5 separate regions of the Mus musculus genome follow, and all the other regions are linked to region 3. A link is a contact called in public HiCAR-type, HiChIP or PLAC-seq and promoter capture Hi-C data. All regions are on one chromosome and are shown on one strand. Each heading gives the region's core, a stretch centred on a gene start, on an enhancer-like site or on the middle of the called end of the contact. The rest is flanking DNA. Distances are from core to core; before and after follow the strand shown.

What was found. Promoter capture Hi-C pulls out the DNA fragments that hold promoters and counts their contacts. HiCAR-type assays count read pairs that join an accessible place to other places. HiChIP or PLAC-seq counts read pairs in DNA pulled down with a chosen protein or histone mark.
Region 1: an H3K27ac HiChIP or PLAC-seq map of embryonic stem cells shows a contact between it and region 3, with 4 times the contacts expected there. The contact joins the promoter of Adgra2 here to the promoter of Pomk in region 3. A contact is called at or near these places in 1 of 39 promoter capture datasets (embryonic stem cells), 1 of 115 datasets of contacts at active chromatin or transcription factors (embryonic stem cells) and 1 of 9 other capture datasets (adipose tissue).
Region 2: a contact with region 3 is called in a promoter capture Hi-C map of the 3T3-L1 cell line, with 2.6 times the contacts expected there. The contact joins the promoter of Brf2 here to the promoter of Pomk in region 3. A contact is called at or near these places in 4 of 39 promoter capture datasets (the 3T3-L1 cell line, hippocampal neurons, liver and 1 more).
Region 4: a HiCAR-type map of astrocytes shows a contact between it and region 3, with 5 times the contacts expected there. The contact joins the promoter of Plpbp here to the promoter of Pomk in region 3. A contact is called at or near these places in 16 of 39 promoter capture datasets (the 3T3-L1 cell line, 3T3-L1-derived adipocytes, the C10 cell line and 10 more), 3 of 484 Hi-C or Micro-C datasets (cerebral cortex, cortical neurons and myeloid progenitors), 3 of 115 datasets of contacts at active chromatin or transcription factors (astrocytes, extraembryonic endoderm stem cells and pro-B cells) and 2 of 9 other capture datasets (adipose tissue and liver).
Region 5: a contact with region 3 is called in a HiCAR-type map of astrocytes, with 5 times the contacts expected there. The contact joins the promoter of Erlin2 here to the promoter of Pomk in region 3. A contact is called at or near these places in 18 of 39 promoter capture datasets (the 3T3-L1 cell line, 3T3-L1-derived adipocytes, the C10 cell line and 11 more), 1 of 15 datasets of contacts at CTCF or cohesin (large pre-B cells), 1 of 484 Hi-C or Micro-C datasets (myeloid progenitors), 8 of 115 datasets of contacts at active chromatin or transcription factors (astrocytes, bone marrow-derived macrophages, embryonic stem cells and 3 more) and 1 of 9 other capture datasets (embryonic stem cells).

The regions. Positions count from the first base shown.
Region 1 is chr8:27,084,490-27,087,189 of GRCm38.p6, forward strand. Adgra2 (adhesion G protein-coupled receptor A2) reads left to right here and starts at 1,352. Exons shown (of 19, transcript NM_054044.2): 1 at 1,352-1,722. The coding sequence starts at 1,457. It overlaps Gm39151 (a long non-coding RNA gene), which reads right to left. Exons shown (of 3, transcript XR_870285.3): 3 at 1,780-2,700.
Region 2 is chr8:27,127,285-27,129,984 of GRCm38.p6, forward strand. It overlaps Brf2 (BRF2, RNA polymerase III transcription initiation factor 50kDa subunit), which reads right to left and starts at 1,348. Exons shown (of 4, transcript NM_025686.2): 1 at 1,137-1,348; 2 at 176-235. The coding sequence starts at 1,290.
Region 3 is chr8:25,992,716-25,995,415 of GRCm38.p6, forward strand. Pomk (protein-O-mannose kinase) reads right to left here and starts at 1,406. Exons shown (of 5, transcript NM_029037.4): 1 at 1,372-1,406. Gm31402 (a long non-coding RNA gene) reads left to right here and starts at 579. Exons shown (of 2, transcript XR_378826.3): 1 at 579-848.
Region 4 is chr8:27,041,132-27,043,831 of GRCm38.p6, forward strand. Plpbp (pyridoxal phosphate binding protein) reads left to right here and starts at 1,424. Exons shown (of 8, transcript NM_054057.4): 1 at 1,424-1,582. The coding sequence starts at 1,484.
Region 5 is chr8:27,022,350-27,025,209 of GRCm38.p6, forward strand. It overlaps Erlin2 (ER lipid raft associated 2), which reads left to right and starts at 1,470. Exons shown (of 12, transcript NM_153592.3): 1 at 1,470-1,557; 2 at 2,708-2,829. The coding sequence starts at 2,723.

The DNA.
Region 1 (2,700 bases), core at 102-2,601, 1.1 Mb after region 3:
TCCTGGGTCCTCTAACCCCAACCTTCTTTTCAGTTGGCACTGCAGCACCTCTAACACCCACAGGCATTAGCTGTTGGTCATTGTTACTGTTGCTTTTTTGAGGTCATGTCCATAGGCACTTTGACTCCCCAGTGGTCAAAAGCCAGATCCTACCTAGGACTGGCCCTTCTTCCTCCTTCTCTGGCCACGGTTTACAAGCAAGGCTCAATAGACTACACACCCCTAGGTGTTACATGCTGTGTCAAGTCAAACAGCTAATAAAAGACATGGAGGGGGGCTGAAACCTATACTGCGATACCCTGGCTGGTGGTAGAGTCTGCCCACACCCTAATATAGATCCCTGGGCCTTCTCTTATTTTCCCCTTACTCATTTACTGCCCTGCCCCAACACACACACACACACACACACACACACACACACACACACAGTGTTAACAGGAGGATAGCTTTGGCAGTGTCTGCCTTAACCTTTGACCTCTCCTTGGCCTAATGACATGCACCTCCCGCTGGGCAAGGTCAATGCTCACAGGGTAAGATCTATGGCCTCCTTGTCTCAGTCTTGTGCCCTCCTGCTGTGGCTTCAATCCAAGTCTGAGGGGTGGGAACAGGACTGTGAGAGTCAACTTATAGATCGGCTCATCGCGACAGGGGCCAAAGAGAAACCTTAGATCCTGAGCTAAGTTCAACCCCTTAACCCGGAGCACCAGACTTCCCAGGCCAAACCAGAACTTCAACGAAAGTCCTAGAAAGAGGGGTGTAGGCTGGATGAGAGAGCGTTTTTTTTTTGTGGAAAGTGATGGTTGCCTTACAAGTCTGAGCTGGGCGGTAGAGAGAGAAAGTCCTGGCTAGTAGAAAGAGTCGTGACAGGACAACAGTCTTGGTTCAGGGTAGGTGATGGGGTATAGGAGTGGGTGTCTGCTCAAGCTGTCTTCTAGGCTTGCACTTGAAGGAGGGCAGCCGCCTGGCAGGGTATCAGGCGGCGCTAGGGCCTCGCAGAGTGACGAGGCGGTGATGGAGGCGGGCGGGGGCTGGCGGCGGGAGCTGAGCGGCGCCTAGCTGCCCCCATCCATGGCACGGAGCTGCGGCAGCGGCGGCGGCAGCAACAGGAGCCCGGCACGATCCGCTAGGTCTCAGCCGCGCGCAGGGCGAGCCGGCCACGCGCAGGGACCAAGCTTCCGTCGGCTCGGAGCGCTGCGCTGAGACTCCGGCCGCGCCGCCGGGGGCCACCCGCGCTGCGCTGTCAGCGGCGCCCGCGTCCCTCCCGGCCCGGGTGCTCGCAAGCCATGCCCCCGGAGCGCAGCAGCGGGGACCCCGAGGCTTGCCTCCGCCCATGGCCCCCCGCCCCGCCCTCGGGCGCCCGGGACTCCCGCTGAGCACTCCTCCCGCACGCCCGGGTCCCTCCGGCCGGCGAGCCGTCCGGCCCCTGCGCTGTAGGTCCCCGCGGGGCGATGGGTTGATGGGCGCGGGGGGACGCAGGATGCCGGTGCCTCCCGCGCGTTTGCTGCTGCTGCCGCTGCTGCCTTGTCTTCTGCTCCTGGCTCCTGGAACTCGGGGTGCGCCTGGCTGCCCGGTCCCTATCCGCGGTTGCAAGTGCTCTGGGGAGCGGCCCAAGGGACTAAGTGGCGGCGCCCACAACCCGGCTCGAAGGAGGGTGGTGTGCGGCGGTGGGGATCTCCCCGAACCTCCAGATCCCGGCCTTCTGCCAAACGGCACCATCACCTTGTGAGTACCTTAGTTTGTGCCGGGTATGGTCAATTAGTGGGACTTAAGTGGGGGGGGGGGGGGGGGCGACGATCTTGCCACTTGAGAGCCTGGGGAAAGTCTGAGTCCAGGCGACAACCGGGAAACTCGAAGTTCTAGGATCAGAGAAACCCCGGTATGGCCCCAGAGCGAGAGGCATCGCGGAAGCCTGCTCACCTGCACAGGTGAAGTGCGTGTGGACGGTGGAGGGACCACTCCGTGTCCCTTGTCCCAGATTGGCTAGTGTTGCAGCCTTACGAGGCCCTGAGCTGGGTGAGAGTGGGATCGGTGTCAGGGACCCATTAGGTGGCTGTGGTCCTCACCACCTTTGAGGCTTCGGAGCCCGCATGACAGGGAGCCTGCTGGTTTCAGCTAGCTAGCCTGGTTCCTCTAACTGGGATAACCCAGTCTGCGGTGCCCCGCCCCGGGCCTGCTGAGCTCTGCTCCCAGCCCGGCTTCTTGGGCAGGGGAGCCTGAGACCGCTAAGCCTGTCCTTGGAATGCAGGCGCTTCTGATCTGACCCCGTGCCCCATCTCCTCTTGGGCTCTCTCCCATTGCGCATATAGTTTGGCTGTTTATCGATTAACTTAATTACTCAACGATTTGGTAGGAAAACCTGACTGAAGGGAGGCACGTGCCTCCCGGCCTCCTTCCATAGTTCTCCCTTCAAATCGGGGCCTGATTAAACCCTTGCTTTCCTGGCCCGCGAGCACCTATGCTCTTTAACCCGAGTCTTAAGTCCCGGCAACCGCACTCGGAGAGCTTCCCGCACCCCAGCGGTTTCCTGAGCTGACCATATGCTCCAAGTTCCACGCGACGTGGTTTAAGGGTCGTGCCCCGGCGGCGGCTCCTTGCTTTCCTGTTCAGGATCTAGCCTAAAAGCCGCTTCCCCTTCCCTGTCATCCTGACCCTGGAGAGAACCTTTTCTCCAAACCACCCCTCGCCCAGGGCTGGGGCTGG
Region 2 (2,700 bases), core at 98-2,597, 1.1 Mb after region 3:
CAATTCCAGATGATCCAACCCCCTCTTCTAACTCCATGGGCACCAGGCATGCACATGCTGCACACACACACATACATGCAGTAAGAACACCCATACACATAATATCAAAACATTAAACAGTGACATAAATAAAAGCAAAGCTGAAATTTAAGGGGGAAAAAAGTTTGATTCTCACCTCGTTGCTGGCAGCGACTAACTTGTTCGTTTTCCCCAGTGCTTCGAGAATATGTCACTTCTGTAAAATAGCAAACAACAAATTACCCAGCTGGCCTTCGTTCACCTCCTCCTTGCCCTCTGACTGCATAAGGCCAGGGAGATTTCAAATGACTGTGTATCTACTTCTACCTCAGAGAAGATACCCATCTATGTAAAAGTAATAGGACAGAACTGTATTTTTAAAAGCTGCACTGGCAATTCTGATTTTCCAATAATTTCTCTGATACATTCACTTTTGAGGGCTGCATTAGCCAAGGGCTAGAGCAGTGGTTCTCAACCTTCCTAATGCTGCCACCCTTTAATACAGTTCCTCACGTTGTGGTGACCCCCAACCTTAACATTATTTTCGTTGCTACTTCATAACTGTAATTTTGTAATGGTTACACGAAGATTGCATTAGCTACAGAAAAAAAAGAGAATTATGAATTGCATTATGAATCATAATGTAAACCGCCTATATGCAGGATGGTCTTAGGGGACTCCTGTGAAAGATTCTGTGGACACCACGGCGGTCACCACCCACCGGTTGAGAACCGCTGTACTAGAGCAATGGCGTGGAACGCAGAGGAGAGCAAGTTGCCAATTAGTGCTAAAACCTGCTAGGAGATGATGGTTCGTGTTGTTATTTTCAAATAATTTACCGGCACTCCTTCAACACTGACTAGGTCTGACAAGACGAATGAAACCTTTATCGTTTCGTTCATTCACCAACCAATATACCCACCCAATGCCAGACACCGTTGTAGGTACTGGGAAATCAGATGGATCGCACCCTCCTCCAGCTCATCTGTTTACTTAAGCCCAATTCTCTCACATTTAACTGTGCGCATGGCCAAGAAAGGGAGGAGGCTGGAAAGAGGGAGCTGGGTTTAAGGACTCCACCGCCCAAGGCTGGCGATCCCCGGGTTCAAGACCAGTACCCCTGAAGTTGCCCTCGTCGCTAAAGGTGGTAGTTAGGACCCCTTCGGTGACCACGCAGCCGCAGTCGGAGCACACCAGCTGGCTCTGAGAATAATGCGAATCTTCCACGAGCTCGGAGGAGCCGCAATCCGGGCAGCGGCTTCCGTTCGGCATCTCGTCGGTCGGTCCAGGGCTGCGGTACCGCCGTCAGGCACAAACTCCCAGAGAACTTGTAACTGGGCAGCGGCAATAAAGTGGAGGGGCGCTTATTCCGGATGCACCATCCTCCTCCGGCCAGCTGGCCAATCGGCTGGCAGTTTGCTCCTCCCCTCGGCAGTACGCCACTTCCGATCCCTTCTGTGGACTCGGGTAGAAACCTGAGTTAGAAAGGGAGGTTCCTGGATTTAACTGTTTCTCAGGCTCTCTGGGTTTTTGTGGTTAGGCCACGTGGGGAGTTGACACAAACCACAGATGTGGAATTGTTGTCTGCAAAACACTATTTTTTAAAATATATTATCCAATTTATAATTTATTTTTTAGCCTATCATGCTTATGTAGCCCAGGCTGACCTAAAATACTGATCCTCCTGCCTCTGCCTACTACATGCTGGGATTACAGGCTTGTATTACCATGCCTGATTTAACTCCCTTCAAAAAAGTGGAACCAGTTTTTTCCTTTCTATGTAGTAAGGAACGTTAAGTTTGACCGTAGTAGAAAATAGATCACTCTGCAGTGAGAGAGCAGTAAATTGTGTTGTACTCTACGGACCTCCCCACACTAAGTTGCCGTCTCTCTTTCAAAGTCTCTCTTGTTGTTGTTGTTTTCCAACATATTTCTTTAATCCTAGCATTTAGGAGGTAGAGATTGAGCCAAGCCTGGTGTACATAATGAGTTCAGTCCAGTCAGAGCAACTTAATAAGAACATGTCTCTAAATAAATACAATAAGATGAACTAAAATCTTGAGTGGTAGATTTAAATATCTTCAGAGAATAGCATGAAAAACCATAGTTCTCTCCTCAAAGAGGATGTACAAGAGTTTATGCTAGAGCCAAAAAGGAGGACTTGAGCCCAGGAACAGATAGATACAAGTTTCTCCAAATAACACATAGAACTGTTAAGTGGTTACATGAAGATTGCATTAGATTTAGAACAAAGAGAGCCATATATCATACGATAGGGACCACTGGTAATAACATTACAGAATATGGGGAAACCCTTTCCATGGGTTTCAGATGCTATCTTCTGAATTGATGGAGGCTAGGAGTTGGTAAGAATGCATTTTAAATTGTCGGATTTTATTGTTGGTTTGATTTGGGTGTTTTGTTTTGTTTTGTACTTTAAGACAAGAGTCACTGTATATCTCTGGCTGTCTTGGAACTCATTATATATACCAGGATAGTCTTAAACTCACAGAAATCTGCCTCTCTCTACCTTCTGAGTGCTAGGATTAAAGACATTTGCTACTACATCTGGCCTTCAAACACACACATACACACACACACACACACACACACACCTCCTCTCTCCCCTTCAACTTTTGGCAAACTGGAAGCTACAGGCCGACTCAGACATGTTTAAAACCT
Region 3 (2,700 bases), core at 156-2,655:
ACTCATACTCCAGTACCATATATGCATGTTCAGTCCCCTATGGTCTGGGTGAGCATCCTCCAAAGGCCCATTCATTAAAGACTTGGTCTCCAGCTGTTGGCACTACCAGACAGCAGCAGAACCTCGAGGAGGCAGAGTCTGCTACAAGGAAGCTTCTGTCAGTAACACGTGACCTAGAAGGAGACACTGGGCCCTCAGCCTGTGTCTCTGTGCTTCCAGGATGCCAGGAAGTAAGATGACCTCTCCCATCATGGTCTTCCCCTCTTCAATTTTCTCTTCCACCGCTCTCTCCCGCCACGACGAGCATAATGACCACAGGCCATAAGCAAAGAATCCCACGGCTGAGCCCAAGAAAATCCTTCCCCTTTAAAAGCTGACCATAGCAAGAAAGGCCAGCAACACTGACAAAATGCTGCAGGAACCCAGAATTCATATTTTTCAATCTACTTATTTTATACACAGGAGTGTTCGCTTGCATGCACACTGTACAATATGTGCTATGTGTGCCTGGTGCCGAGGGAGGTCAGAATACAGTGCTGGATTCCCTGAAACGGAAATTATGGACAGTGGGGAGCTATTAGGGAATTGAACCCAGGTCCTCTGCAACGAGTGCTGTTAGCCACTAGCCATCTCTCCAGCCTTAGAATCCATACTATCAGATCTATGCGGAACCCTCTTTGCTTGGCAATCGATTAACACACCTGTTTCTTGTGGACCGCCCAGGCAGCCCAGAGCTTAAAGAAGTGAGTATGTGTGGTCGGCAGAGCGGGAACTTCCGGCACTGTTTAAACACCAAGGCTATTTGATAACGGTGAAAAAGGACCAGCTGCTGTATGTCGACTGCTTAGGTTAGTCAAGGGAAATAAGTCAACTAAATGAATTGCCAATATGCAGAATATTTTACACAATTCGAGAAGGAGCTGGTGTCACCCAATTCAGACTAAATTTCATTTCCCGATAACTATTTAAACAGTCTGGATGTTATTTAGTTTGGACAGGCGAAGGTGGGGGCGGGGGGCATCAAATTTACTAAAGGTCTAAAACTGGTTTTTAACAAAGAGGGGGAGAGAAAGCGAGAGCATGGCGGACAGCCTCCGCTCACATGGTTCAATAGCAGCTCCCGGTGCATGGTACTGGGATACCATGGATACCGGGAGAGGGGTTGCGTGGTGAGCATCCAAAGGGAATGCATGGTGCACCCGGAGGAGGGGTGCGCGGTAAGCACGGGAGGAGCCAGCACCAGTACCCGGTTTAGTTTTCATGATCCCCATGAGAGGATCCACTTTGGGATTGGGTCCGGGGGCTCAGGAGGGTCAGGCTTGGAAAGGCCCCACAGAACCCTGTCCCGCTTCACTACGCCCCGGAGCCTACCTGGCGACCACCAAATCCGGCTCGCATTCCAGGACGCCTGCGCGGCCGGAAGCGGTCGGAGACGAGCGTGAGGCTGCCTCCTGGTGGCCGCCTCTTGCCTTACAGTGGACGCCCGCGCCAGCGTAGGCGCGGTCATCCATACCCTGGTCCTCATTTCCTCTAGCCAAACTGGTGAAGGCCAGGCTGCAACAGCAAGGTTGAGCCTGGGACTGGGGACCTCAGAGGGGCTGCTTCCTGATCTACAGCTCTACACTCTCTGCAAAGCGGTGGCTGCCAAAGAGTGATCCTCAGAAAAGCAACACGAGCAAATCGCAGAGTGAGGCTCAGTGCACTGATAATGCCTCTGGCTTTGAAAACTATGTGACTTTGGAGCTTTGGCCTGAGACGCCAAGCTGCGCGTCACAGATTTCAGGGCCAAACCTCAAGTCATGCGAAGGCTGGAAGGTCTCAGCGTGCTACACTAGTATTAGTACTGGAAGTGAAATGGGAGGGGTAAGGTTGGGAAATGGAAAATCAGACATATCATCTACTTCTAAACTGATTTATTTTCCAGATTTGAAATCAAAACATACAGTGTGTGGGTAAAAACAAAAACCATCTATGTTTATTATCCAAACTCTAAGCATGCTAAAGAACCCAGAATCTTGATCTAGGAAGCACTAGAGGAACCGACAAAACTCCCTTCAAAGAATCCCTGTAAGCAACTTTTGCTTCTCAGACTGACAAATGCGTTTGTGTGTGGTGTGCCAGAGAACTCAAAGGCCAGGAGTGATAGATAGACTTGCTGGTAATTGTGGTCCCCCAGATACCAATGCTATATGAACTAAACTCAGGTTCTGTGGGGCCATCTCTCCAGCACCAGGGCTATTTATAGTAGAAAATATACCTGGATGTATAACAGCAAGTATTTCAGAAATAAATTATAGGCATTATATAAAAAACACCATTAAGAACACTGTTTAATGAATAGTTTCAGTTTGTGAAGCTTTAAAACTTCTGGTGATGATGGAGGTAATGGTTGTAAAATAATGTGAATATATTGGATGCCACTGAAATAAACACTTAAAAATGACTCAGATACGGGCTGGAGAGACCCCCTCAGTAGGTAAGAGCATTGGTTGCTCTTCCAGAGAACCTGGGTTCCTGGCATCCACTTGGCAGCTCACAACCACCTGTAACTGAGTTCTAGAGGATTAGACCTCCTCCGCTTCTGCCCTCTGAGGGCACTGCACACACGTGGTGCTCAGACATATAAGCACGCAGAACACCCAGCCACATAAAATAAATTCCAAAGCAACCTGTTACAAAAGGACTAAAATCAGGAGGTGT
Region 4 (2,700 bases), core at 174-2,673, 1.0 Mb after region 3:
CCATTGTAACACAAACAGCTTCTTTATCCAAGGCTGAGGTCAGCACTAACCTGTGGATATAAATATTCTGAAGACAGTTTGCTGCCATGTCCATTTAGCAAAACAGTAGTAGTAGGTTCTGTGTGTGTTTATGTATATGTGCAGATAGGTAGGTAGGTAGGTAGGTAGGTAGGTAGGTAGATAGATAGATAGATAGATAGATAGATAGATAGATAGATAGATAGAGGCCCCACCCTAAATCTGTAGTATTTATAGGTCTCATTTTTACATCTGTGTACATATGTATGTATACATCCTTGTGCATGCGCACATGCTCAGACACCCTGGCATTCATGTGGAGATCTGCAGGAGTCTGCTTTCTCCTTCCACCATATGACTTTGGACAGCAAGCGCCTCTGACCCCTGACCTGTCTTATCACCTTCAATTTTTTGAAGCAGAGCATCTCTTTGACTTCACGTCCATCCCAGCCTTCACGAACCCTTTAAACTTGACCCACTTATTCCTGACTAGTACTTCCCAACTGCAGCTCCACAGCCAGCTTCTCATTAGGCTCACTCTGTAACAGCCTTCTGGGCCCTTTCAGGTTTTGGGGTTTTTTTCACTGTGGTGACAGCAGTATATGAAGAGGCATTTACCTTCAATATCATTACTCCTAAAGTCTGGGAATGGAGAGAGAGCACTTACTGCTCTTATAGAGGTTCAGAACCCAGCACCCATCTATCCACTCATCAGTTCCAGAGAGTTCTATGCCCTCCTCTGACCTCTGTGGCAGTTCACAGACTTAACGTTCAGGGGAAACACCCACACAACAAAAATATAAATAAAAATATTTAAATTAAAAGGGGGCTGGAGAGATGGATCAGTAGTCAAGTGCACCTGTTGCTCTTGCAAAGGACCAGAATTCTGTCCCCAGCACACATGATGGCTCACAACCATCAGGTCGAGATCCAAAACTCTCCTGGCCATGGCACCACAGATACGACGGTGCATGCACATACATACATGAGGACAAAACAAATCAACGCACATAAAATAAATATTTTAAAAAAGAAATAATAGCTGGGCAGTGGTGGCACACGCCTTTAGACCCAGCACTTGGGATTTCAAGGCCACCCTGATCTAGAGAATGAGTTCCAGGACAGCCAGGACACAGAGAAGCCCTGTCTCGAAAGAAATTTAAAAATGGGAAGGAGAGGGGAGGGAAGGGAAAGGAAAAGAAGAAAGGAAAAAGGAAAGGAACGGAACGGATGAATGAAAGTTACTTTAATGTCTTGGTTTATACCGGCCCGCCCAGCCCTTGAACTCCCTAGGAGGCTTTCAGTCCGGGTAACCTCCGCCTTCCCCAAGATGGCGCCCGCCTGGGTGGCCAACCTCCGCTGGGGAAGTGGCTGGATGGTGAGCGGCGATTGGACCTCTCAGGAAGGGGGCGGGACCGGAAGGTGGGCTCGGTGAGTCGCGGGTCCTCCGGGCATCCTCTTGGGAATGTTGAGAGGTGGCAGCATGACGGCGGAGCTGGGAGTCGGGTTCGCGCTGCGGGCCGTGAACGAGCGAGTCCAGCAGAGTGTGGCGCGGCGGCCGCGGGTGAGGACCGGCGGAAGGGCACTGGGGAGGGCTGGAAGGGGGACACCTACGTGGGACGAGGTGTCACGGTGACGCAGAAGGGGCTCCCGGAGGGGCGGGGGCTGCAGAGGGGATCGCTGGGTTTCCATGGCGGTCGGTCTGGCCTTGAGGATCGGGACTTGCCGGGAGGTTGGCTTGGTTGGAGAAAGGTGTTCATTTAGGGCAAGTGACTCGTATCCAGGCGTCTCGCCATTCGTCATTGCCCTCGGTACCACCACGCCATTCGTCACCACGGTACTAGAGCCCTGGGAGGGCCGTGTCCACCCGCGATCACGTGCGTTGCGGCGGCCGCGAGCCGTGGTCTAGCTGCGCGTGAACTTGACACACACAGAGCGGGCGGGAGCTGTCAGGTGCCCTGTCACAAGCGTTTGTTATTTTCGTATGGTTGTTATGTCCCCCATTGGACTTCTAGACCGGTGCCAGTATCTGCTTTTCTCCATGCAAATTAAGCTACGTTATGTGAAGTGAGACAGAAAAAAAAAAAAAATCAAACACCTTTCCTTTCTGATCTAGTGTTCATGGTCTGAGATTTCAAAATGATGCCTGAAAACCGAAGGCTGAATTAACATAGTCTTCTCTTACCTGATGTCTGGGCATGTCCAGTTAACTACTCTAGCCCTAGCTAGGGTTCCTCACAGGGGAAGGAAATTAAGAGAGCCTTGGGAGTTCCTACCACCTTCCTGGTACCGGAGTTCTCGGGATTTCCCTAATGCAGCCCGCCTCGGGAGTTAGGCCTGCTTGACCGATTTGTCTCTGGAAGCCTCCAGTTAGTTCATCATCACACTAGGAATTAGACACAGTCAGTCCCTCAGAAGGAGGCAGCAGGAGACCGTGTGGTAATTGATGTGACGTCTCCAAGTCCTTGAGAGCACTGTGGTTCTGTGACAGTCTCAGAAACGGTGGGGTAGACGTAAGGAAAGCAGGGAAACCCTTCATTTTATGTAATGGATGTGAGGAGACTTTGCGTGAATCTAATCCTGAACACTGAGTTGTGGGTGTCTCGTTGTCAACTCTGCTGACTGTTGGTTGATTCATAGACTGAACAAGGCAGTGTATGTCTTTATCTCAATTGAGCCTCT
Region 5 (2,860 bases), core at 220-2,719, 1.0 Mb after region 3:
TAAGAATATGTAAGAGTTGTTTGTAAGGAGAAACAAACACTGAGACTCCAGATGACCTCAAACAGCTGTGGGAGGCTTTATTTATTGTCGGAGAGGTAGATTGTCTAGTTTGGACCACACTCTGACCAGGGCACAGGACCCAGTCACTCAGGAACCAGAGTCCAGGAGAAGGCAGGTCACATGCTTCAAGCCTCAGGTTTTGTAGCTAAGAATCGGGAAGTGGGAGGGGGATCTTTAGGGGCAGAATGGGGAGTTTGCTGGGTCCCTTAGACAAGCTGTTTTGAAACTACTTGGTCTGTTGTCTTCTTCTGCAGCCACTGGGTGTCTGGGATTGGGGGCAGCTGCTTTTCTTCTGCTGTCACCAAACATCTGGCTTCCCGGAACTTTGAATTCAGTTTCAGTGCCTTGGCTTTTGGGAGAAGACAAAGGGGTTCCTTTACTCTTCTTTTCCTGAGTCCTAAAATCGTCGGACATTGACCACTGGCCATCTACTGTACGGAAAAGCCTTTTCATGTACTAAAAGCAGGAGTTAAAGTGGGCACTTCCTGGCCTGCAAACAAAATGACTGCAGTGGCCGGTTTAGAAATTTCCTGCTAAAGAAGCAGATTGGGGATAGAGGACAGCCATAAAGCCCTTAGTTCCAGCCCCAGGACAAAACGGAGAAAAGGCCCAGTATGAATGTCCAAAGGTAACGCTATGGCAGGGTGAGGTCATGTGAGGGCTTTAGGCTAGGAAAAACGTTTTCTTCCTGGTCTGCTATACCCCCCCGGGGGGGGGGGGGTGCAGATGACAGACAAAAGCTCACCATGGCATGTGTTAAGCAAGACAGGAAGCCCGAACTATTAAGGAAATGCTAAGTTTTCAACAACTGCTGTTGACCTCAGCACTCACAGATTTCAGAATCCGTTCATTAAAAATCGGAACAATAATTCCTTGTTAATTACTTTATGTTGCTGTGGGGACCTCAAGGCCAAACAAAGCTCTCAGAAAAGTATAAAGGGCAACTCAGAGTAGGACTGTTGACTGGCGACGTCATAATCTGCACCTTTGAAAGTTTCCTTCGGCTAATGCAGCAGGAAAAGAAGCGAGCAGAAGGACAAGAACGCTGCATCGCATTGATCCCGGCTCCGGAAGAAGAAAAGAAATCCAGCTCGGACTTGAAGCGAAGGAGAATCTCTAGCAACCTCCGAAGCCAGCGCCTCGGAAGGTGATACCAGAGCCTTGGTGTCCGGAGCCCGCTCTGCCAGCCCTGGGCATCCTAAAACCCGCAAGCCTAGGTGCGCAGCCAGTGTGCCAGCTCGCGAGCGTCCCCTGGCGCCACCGCCGAACACTGCGGCTCGCAGCGCGAGGGGGCGGAGCGGCCGGACGAGCACAGGGGTGTGGTGTGGGCGGGGTCTTCTTTTTATTTATTTATTTTTTTTATTTTTTGCGCGCGCGCGGACTGATGGCGTCATCGAAGCGACTGGCCCGGAAGGAAGTAGGGTGCTGAGGGGTGTGGCGGTTTCTACGGTTGCACGGGGGTTCGGCTGTGTACGGAGCGCCTGGAGGGACAGCCTGGTACGCGGCCGCCGCCCCTCCGTGCACGCTCGGCATCGCTGAGGCTCGGGGGGTGGGCGCGGCTGGAGCTGACGTCCTGAGCCCCCTCAGCTCGCCCACCCGGGAGTCCAGTCCCCTGCCCACGGGTCCGAGCGGAAGCTCTCGGCCGTGTCTGCCTCGCGGAGGAGGGCGGGGAAAGGGCAAGAGGTGGCTTTGGGGTGGTAGTGAGGACATTTGCAGAGAGGACACTCCTGCTGCTCGGTAGCTGAAGGCCGCTACGGTAAAAAATAAGTAAATTAGTCAGACCTGAGAGGTGGACTCCGTGCCCTGTGCCCGGTGTGCACGTCCGTCACTGTAGTGTTTTCCAGATCCTTCAGGGTTCAGGAAATGAGTGTCTACATGTAACTCTGTGGCATCTGGGACCCTGGACATTTGGGGACATCCCACCCCACCCCACCCCACCCTCACTTCGGAGTAGTCCAGAGTCTCCAGCCTGAGACATTTCCAGTTTCCTATAACCATGGGGCTTGCGGGGGCAAAGGATATGGGAGAATGTGTTACAGTTTTACATAGAGATCTGTCCCGTTTAAGTCCAAAGGAACAACAGAGAAGGTGGAGGACAGATCAGAGAGAGAATCCTACGTCGGAACTCAGTTGCTTGCTCTTCTCTCTCTCCCTCCCTCCCTCTCTCTCTTCCCCCCCTCAGGGTCCTAAGGGAATGACTGGTGGTTTCCTTCGAAATGGCAGGCAATTAGAAGTAGGAGGCTCTGACCAGAAATACATAGCCACAGCTGCCTGTCATTTGACATCCTCTGTAATTTGGGCCAGCACCCTGCAGCTGCCTCTCTTCCTTACAAGTATAAATGGCTCTGTTGACAACATGTTAACGTGAAGGGGAGAGAAGGCTGTGTTTTGAACCTTGCCCAAATGGCACCAAATCTCTCTTAGGTATAGCTGTTTCTGGAGCTAATGCCCCCTTGCTTCAATGGGAATTATACTTCCACAGTTAAGGAACGGAATGTTGACTGAGAACAAGGACACAGTGAGTTGTAGATCTGGCAAGTAGTGTGTGTGTGTTACAGCAGGCTGCCCCAGAATCACTTTACGTGAGCTTCAGCTTGGTGGCTCTCCTGTACGTCAGGCTACACATTGTCCCATATCTTCTCTCTAGGATACAGGTTCACTGATGGCTCAGTTGGGAGCTGTTGTGGCCGTGGCTTCCAGTTTCTTTTGTGCATCTCTCTTCTCAGCTGTGCACAAGATAGAAGAGGGACATATTGGAGTATATTACAGGTAAGGCAGAGACAGATGGCTCCCTCACCGC